Regions from separate parts of the Gossypium hirsutum genome. Here region 1 is linked to region 2. Evidence: chromatin contacts called from public Hi-C data. All regions are on one chromosome and are shown on one strand. Each heading gives the region's core, a stretch centred on a gene start, on an enhancer-like site or on the middle of the called end of the contact. The rest is flanking DNA. Distances are from core to core; before and after follow the strand shown.

Evidence for each region. Hi-C and Micro-C count contacts between places; a contact is called where the count stands out from the background.
Region 1: a contact with region 2 is called in a Hi-C map of leaf, with 2.3 times the contacts expected there. The contact joins the promoter of LOC107926601 here to the promoter of LOC107920494 in region 2. A contact is called at or near these places in 4 of 34 Hi-C or Micro-C datasets (callus and leaf).

Annotation. Positions count from the first base shown.
Region 1 is chrA12:16,429,188-16,433,623 of Gossypium_hirsutum_v2.1, reverse strand. LOC107926601 (NEDD8-conjugating enzyme Ubc12) reads left to right here and starts at 2,208. Exons shown (of 6, transcript XM_016857499.2): 1 at 2,208-2,630; 2 at 2,843-2,951; 3 at 3,118-3,196; 4 at 3,290-3,406; 5 at 3,490-3,643; 6 at 3,724-3,939. The coding sequence starts at 2,522. The coding sequence ends at 3,627.
Region 2 is chrA12:16,163,836-16,168,035 of Gossypium_hirsutum_v2.1, reverse strand. It overlaps LOC107920494 (UDP-glycosyltransferase 72E1), which reads left to right and starts at 1,512. Exons shown (of 1, transcript XM_016850236.2): 1 at 1,512-3,161. The coding sequence starts at 1,641. The coding sequence ends at 3,074.

The sequences.
Region 1 (4,436 bases), core at 959-3,458, 260 kb before region 2:
ATTAGTTTAGAAAGTAGTCTTGGAGAGTTTTAGAATTAAAACAATTAGGGGTTAAATCTAAATAATTAATATAACGAGAGGTAATTTTGTAAATACTCCAGGCAAAGCGAGGTGGGTTTACACTAAACTTGAGCCCGACTATTTTCTAAATTTACCTAATCCACCTCAAACCATTTTTCCCCCCTAATTCCACCCTATTAAATCAAATCCAATCCAAACCGTCCTATTTTAGTATAGAAATTATTATAACTATTAATTCTGCCCACGTTTAAGAAGGATTTAACTTTTAAACAACTAATGAAAAAAAGGAACATTGATTATTGATCTAGTTTGATTGATGATAAAAATGGACAATTTATTCTATATCAAATTATAAGTATTTTGTTGGTTCATAAAAATAAACACCAAATTAATCAAAGATAAAAAAAAACTATAGTGATAAAAATTATTTTTATGAATTTATTGTAAGACATAAAAAAATGACTGAAAATATAGACAAAAATTATTATAATTTGTTTGTTCCTGAAAATATTTTATCCCCTAATCACTTACGAGAATTATGAATTTAGATTTCTTTCAATTTAAGGGATAAAAATGGCATATATAGAAATGCAATATTTTTAAATAATGTAAAACACTGTGGTCAAGTTTTGACTAAAAACAGATATCTTGATAGTGATAAAAAGAACAAGTTGAGTTAATTATTTATTTTTTAATTAAATTATAATGTAAAAATTTAAAGGTTACAATTTGTTCAAAAATTTTGTAATCTTCGTATATTTAAAATTTAATCTCTATATTTTTATTTTAAAAAATTTAGTCTTTCTACTTTTCGAATTTATAAATTTTAGATCCATTTGTTAACACTTTAATTAGAATGCTAACAATTCTTTATAAGAGCCTGTGCGAGAAATATAATGGCACTAACAATTTTACACAATAAAAGAATTTTAATAGTGCTAACAATTCTACACCAACTCTTATAAAAATACATTTAGGTTGGTTAAAAAAAATAAAAATGTTATAAAGATCTATTTATCATTCCCATTAACATTGTAACCAAGTTAAAAATAAAATATTATATAAGCTAATCACCGTGAAATCTTTAAAAGAGCCTGTGCGAGAAATATAAAAAGTCAATGATGGAAGATGAAAAAGAAGACCATTTTACACAAGTATGAACTAAAGACTCAAATGTTTTTTTAAGTGTGCAAATAATTAAGTAAAGAGTAAAGAATACCAACAGTTACTAATTTTGATTTTAATGATAAAACAGTTATTCAACTTTTAACTCAATCACTAAATTTTCGAAAAATAAAAAATCAATCACCACTAACCATTTTTCATTACAGATGTAAAGGGAGCGGCCATTTTCCATCATTCTCTCATCCTCTTCTCTCGTCTCCCTCCCCCTATCATCACTCTCCCATCCCTCTCCCTCTTCCCCACCATCCCTCCCCCTTACTCTAATTCTTTCCCTCTCTCCCACCATCCCTTTCCCACTGCTAACCCACCCACCCTTTAAGCCTCTTGACTTTGTCTCCTAAAACCATGGGTTATGTTCTTCCCAACCAAAATTCTCAGTTAAATGAATAAAAAAAAGTATTGTTCTTAATTAAATCAAAGTTCATATATAATTTTGAGATTTATATCTAAAAATTTTAAAATATTAAAATTTTATCAATCGCATTTAGTAGAGTTTGAAAATGAGATTATATTATCTTTTAGAAGAATACTACTTACTATAATTGTTTTATAATACAATCAAACACAATTTATAATTGCTAGATTTGTTTAGGTGATAAATTTGAATATTTTTTAATTATTTAAATAATTACAAAAAATGTTATTTCAATTAATTAATCAGTTAAATAATACTTTTGGTTATTCCAAATATTTTTATACTATCTCAAGACGAATTATTTGTCTGTAAACTAATATCTTAATTTGCAAAAAATAAAATAAAACAAAAAGTATAGTGGAAATCTAAATATTAACATTATTTTACGAATTCTTAATATTTATGACGAAAGCCCACAAATATCTTAATATGTCATCATTCTCTTTTAAGTTAATCACTATTGTTGAGTGATTGACTATTCTAAAAAACTTTGATACAAAATAAAAAAGAGCATGTGCACAATGATAGATTAAGAAAGCTTACTTGAGAGATTAAATAGAGAGCTTGAGTCAAATAAACATGCTCCCAATAACATTGATATAATACTAAAAAAATATATGTATTTTTAAAATATTAAAAATTTAATATAAAATTTTATTCAAATTTCTTTTTAAAGCTATCGGTTAAGCGGGAATAGGGGATCCTTATCGCCGCTATTTTCTGTTACATTGTTATTTGCGGCAGCCATTCACTGCGATTGATTTGAACTTTGTTTATATCGCTGCGCCACCGCTATTTGGACCCCTGATTTTGATTGATATTATTTTGATTCCATTACTAAATTCTGATTAATGGCTTCTTTTAAAAGTTTTTAACACCTATTAGCAGGAGCCAGGAGCTATGATTCGATTGTTTAAAGTAAAAGAAAAGCAGAGAGAAACTGCTGAAAATGCAAAGGATGAAGCCGTCAGGAGAAAGCAAACTGCGGGCGAGTTGCGTTTACACAAAGGTTTGCTTGTTTACTCAATCCATGTCTTATTTTATTTTCCCCCTAAATCCCCTTCATTTTTGTTGCAAAATTCTTTAGCTTTCTTAAAGATTGAATGAGATTGAGCGCTGAAGCAACTGGATTTAAGAGGATCGGTTTGATCTAGGATCCAATTAGGCAATCAGAGGTTAATCAATTTGAATGTTATGCTTGATTTTGCCTTAAATTTGCAGACATTTCTGAGCTGAACCTACCCCAATCCTGTGGCATAGCATTTCCTAATGGAAAGGATGACCTGATGAACTTCGAGGTTTCGATTCGACCTGATGAAGGATATTATCAGTAAGAGCTTTGTTTCATGACTCGTATCTTAAACCAAGTAACTTGGTTGTTTTCTAGCAATAATATTTTGGTTAAATCTGTTCTTAGAAGTGGAAAAACTCTTGTTTCACATACAATTCGGCTTATCGCATTTAATAATTTGCCCAACTTACTGCTGCTTTCGCAGCGGTGGCACATTTTTGTTCTCCTTCAAGGTTTCTCCCATCTATCCACATGAGGCACCCAAAGTTAAGTGCAAGACAACGGTAGGTCCCCTGATCCTTGTACCCAAATCGTGTTGGTTTATGTTCTGTTTTGGTTATAACCTGGGTTGTTTGGTGTTGTACTCCGATTTCCAGATCTACCATCCAAATATTGACTTGGAAGGAAATGTTTGCCTTAACATCTTACGTGAAGACTGGAAGCCCGTGCTCAATATAAACACAGTAATCTATGGACTATATCATCTGTTTACGGTAATGGCTATTGTATTTCTATGAATTTGCTGCCATCTTTTCCAAGTATTTGTATCCGTATGATATTTGAATCTTGTGTGAAGGAACCAAATTACGAGGATCCTCTAAATCATGATGCTGCTCAAGTGTTGAGGGATGATCCAAAGTTGTTCGAGTCTAACGTGAGATGGGCTATGAAGGGTTGCCGTATCGGAGACACCTTTTACTCACAGTGTATCTAGCTTTTGCGAGTGTAACGTATGTCACTGAGGGCTTTAGAATGTGACATTCACCGTAAGCTCATACTGATGTCGTTGCTGTTTGCTTTGGTGTAGCAGGAAACCGCATGTGCTTGTTCTATATGGAATTGGACTTCGTCTTTGCAGCTCTCCTTTTAATTACAATATTCGAAAAACCTTTACTTATAGCTTTGTAATTGTGTATCTTTGCCCTGCACCCCTACCTTTATTTGAAAATACCCAAGATTCGTGTGGTTTTCACACAAGGGCTTCTCTCCTTCTATATTATAATAACTTGCGTCCTTTGTTTCAACACAAGATTTGGTTTCTGTTTTACCATTTTCTTCACCTCTCAAGACTTTGAATAAAAGGAGACGAAAACATAAACAAAACCTGGTCTCCTACGTAACAATGTCACCAAGTAATCACAAGACAAATGAAAACAAAGAAAATGATTGAAGTTTTCTTCCCGAAACTAATTGTCACCATACTAGCTGCAGTCTACTGTGTATATATATATTGTTATTTTTATATATTAAATAATGAGATTAAAGATAAAAATATTTATAAAAATGAAATTTTAATTGAAATGGTAAAAAAATTATTTTAAAAATATTGGTGATATCAGTTAAAATATTATATATGTAAAATTTACAATACCAAATAAAAAAATACTTATCAATTATATAAAATTTTATTTAACAAGTTTCATAAATACAATCCATCATCAAATTAATTCAAAATAAACAAGCAAAAAAAAAATCATAAATCAAGGTTTATAGGTTAAAAGAGGCCTTATGAAAAAAAAAATC
Region 2 (4,200 bases), core at 263-2,762:
TAAATTGAATAGACCTAAAAATTTAAGAAGTGACGCCCCTAAGGGAATATCAAGGCAAGTGAGGCCAGAAGGTAATCTTGTCGCCCATCACTGACATTGTTTACCTTATTTTGTCCTGATTAAGCCCCGAATGACCCTTGTTTGTAAAAAGTAAGCCTAGAAATGACTTGAAAAACTTTCAAAGAGTCAATTTATGTTAAAGTAAAGTCTTGAAATTGATGCTCAAATTAAGTTAGCTTTAGTGTCCAATTGTAACATCTTTTGCTCATGATGTACTAGTTTGTCCCGGGTAAGGGGTGTTACAGATTCATTTCAGTAGGAGCATAATTTTTTAAGTTGATAAAAAAATAGTTTAGACTAGGATTTTTAACATGTTGACATTTTAGGATAGTGTTCTTTTTGTTGTAATTGTTAAATTAACTAATGTTTTGAGTAATGAGGTGTTTGTGACTTATCTTTATAACTTCTTTAGAGGTTTTTATATGAAATAGAAGTTACATTGATTAAGAAAAAATAATATTTTATGGAAAAACTTTTGAAGAACATTACAAATAAAAGAGGGACCTGAGTTCGACTTGCACCCTCTCATGCCCGTAAACATATATATTAGTATGATTTTTTATCACGCTTCGCATATTTTTTTTAACTAAATTATAGATTAAAATTTGAAGATTAAAATATACTTCAAGTCTCTTTACTCTTCGTGTATTTAGAATTTAATCTTCATACTTTTATTTTTAAGAATTTAGTCCCTCTACTTTTTGAATTTAAAAATTCAAGTCTAATTGTTAACACCATTAAATTCTTTTGTTAATTTCACTTGAATGGTAATTTAAAAATACAAAAAAAATACTTACCCATATAACAAAAAATATATATTATAATTAATGTAAACTAAAAGTTAACTATTCTTAAAAGTTACATAATTTTAATCTAAATAAAGGGTTTAGGCTATGAATGGCCTATTAAAATTTGATGATTGTTATAATCTATAAAAAAGACTTTGCACATTCATACTCTGCCACATTTACTCTGTCTCTCTCTCAAAATAAGATAAGAGCAACACGTGCCTAGGTAGGAAGGTCCAAAGCGCTTATATATAGGTTATAGATCATAGATATTAATGCATAATGGACCAAACATTTATTTATTTTTATTATAGATATTAATATATAATAAGCCAAACATTTATTTTAAAATAATTTAAATTAAAATTTGAAATAAAACAAAACCAAATAAAAATACCACATGCCATGTGACTTGAAAGTAAACAACATGATACTAATAAAAATGATGGAATTATTTAATACGAATGTTTAAATTAAAATTTTTATTTTTAAAGTTTAAAATAAAAAATTAAATAATTAGTTATAGAATTTATCCTTTTTTTATTTTCGGCCATGTTGATTTAAATAACATTAAATTCGGAAGTTTTCCAATTTTTTTATAAATCGAGTTTGAACGGGTTGGATCCCATTTGTGCACTCTCTAAATCCTATAATATCCTATGACGAATGAACTGGACCTCCTATCTATAAATAAGACACCAACGAATGCAGTGCACCGCCACTCTTAAACTTACCCCATCTTAACTGATTCTCTTCCGTTAGTATCAAAGTTAGTTTGCGGACCAGCATTCCATGGAAACCACAATGTCTCATATAGCTCTCCTTGCAAGCCCTGGAATGGGACACTTGATCCCAGTGCTGGAGCTTGCCAAGCATCTTGTTTCCCATCAAAGCTTCAAAGTTACTGTCTTTGTTGTGGCAACCGACCATGCCTCACTCGCAAACACCCATCTACTTGAATCACCAGCAGACTCTGGTGATCTCCTTGATATTGTTTTACTTCCTTTTATTGACGTTTCCGACATAGGTGGACCCTCTGTTTCGTTTATAGCAACAATAGTGACAACGGTGCTACGGTCTATGCCGTTTCTCAGATCTGAAATCTCTAAGATGGAGTTTCGCCCCACAGCTCTAGTTGTGGACTTGTTCGGAACTGATGCTTTGGAGATTGCGGATGAATATAATATGTTAAAGTTCGTATTCATAGCTTCTAATGCATGGTTTCTTGCAGTTATGTTGTGTACTCTGGAGATTGATAGGAAAGAGATCGATGAGCATGTTAAGAACCGTAAGCCACTGCACATTCCGGGTTGCAAGCCCATTAAGTTTGAGCATAACCTCGAAGTTTTTTTCATGGATGCCAACGATCCATTTTACCAAGGATATGTTGAAGCAATCAATAAAATGTCTTTGACTGATGGCATTTTGGTTAATACTTGGGATGAACTTGAACCCACAACTCTTAAAGCCTTGAGAGAGACAAAGAAGGTACCCATTTACCCCATCGGTCCACTGGTGAGACCAATTGAAAAGTCGGCTTTTGGTAACGAAATAATAGCTTGGCTCGATAAGCAACCGAAACAATCAGTTATTTACGTGTCGTTTGGGAGCGGCGGAACCTTATCTGCCCAACAAGTTAAAGAGCTAGCTTGGGGGCTGGAGCTTAGCCAACAAAAGTTTGTTTGGGTGCTTCGTCCTCCTATTGAAAATGACGCAGCAGGGACCTTTCTCGCTTTGGGAAATGGATCTGATGCCACCCTAAATTATTTGCCTGATGGGTTTCTGGTTAGGACCCAAGATCGAGGGCTACTAGTCCCTATGTGGGCACCCCAAGTCGAAGTATTGAGTCATCCGTCGATTGGTGGGTTTTTAACCCATTGTGGGTGGAATTCAACCATGGAGAGTATAGTCAATGGGGTGCCGATGATTGCATGGCCTCTTTACGCTGAGCAGAAGATGAATGCTTCGATGTTGACGGAAGACATTGGAGCAAGCATTCGAGTGATGGCGGTAGAATCAGATGCAGCGGTGGGGAGAGAAGAGATAAGATTGGTGGTTAGAAAAATATTGGTGGATCGTCAAGGACGAAACATACGATCAAGGATTAAGGAGCTAAAAGATAGTGCGGAAAATGCATTGGCCAAAGGTGGTTCGTCTTATAATTCCATGTCCCAAGTTGCAAACATCTGTATTCAGCACCTGAAAACAAAGGCTTCTGGGGCTTGATCATGTTTTAATGTTTTAAATAAACACATTGTCATGTACGTATAAATTATGAACATGAATAAATTCGTTTAAGGTGAATTCTGGTAAGTTTATAGTTGAACCCAATACTCCTTTTTTAACTTTTTCTGTCCAATTCAAAACTTTACATGGTAAATAGGAATCCTATTCAAGCCCCATTCCATACTCTATTCCAATGAATGACCCATTCTTTTCTTTTTACATCCGAGGCTGTATTGACTATCTGAGGAGACCAAAGAATGCTATCACTGGTCTCCAACGAATAGTGAAATATACTTTTTTTACCCTCGCCAAAAATGTAAGAAACCTGAAGAAGAAAGGAGATAATAGGGGATGAGGGAAAGGGAGAGGGAGCCGACTAACCCCACAAATAGTGATGCCGGAGCACAATTCACTGGAAAACAAAAGTAGAACTTTAAAAAAATTCATAAAAATAAACATATTTCTCAAAATACAAGCATGAAAAACATCTTAAAAAATAAATGAGAAATATCCTAGAATTTTAGTTAAAAGAAGTTTTTGGTGACGTAGATTTTCAAATTTTGCAGAACAAACAAACGAAGGAGAAAGGCATACTAAACAATCAGACCCTATTAAGAGAGAAAAGGTTGAGAGAGATGAGCATATGGGTTGGTAGTGTTTTTGAAAAATGATTAGATCAAATAACAAGATGAATAAAGACGATAAATAAAATTGGGGAGAAAATGAACGTGAGAGATTTGAGAGATCACATATCCCCAAATTATAACTTCATTCTAAATTGAACTCAAACTTCATAACTCTATTTTTTTTATTTCAAATTTATTTTTATTTACATTTAACTACTCAACTTAAAACATTGAAAAAAAAATTCTCTCAAACCATCCTCTAACGGAACTTACCGTGGCTACCTCTTCTTTGTCATTCAGGTGTCATCTCCATCCACGGGCACCTCCAAATGATAATCCACATCTCTTCTTTGCCTTTTCCTATTTCGATTCTCTAAAATGTCAAGTCCAATTTGCTCAAATTAAATCATGAACTCTAATCTTTCTTTCAACCGATCACCAATCTTCACCATTAGATCGATTTGGATTTGCACTATGTTGTCCCTCCCTCTCCTCCACCT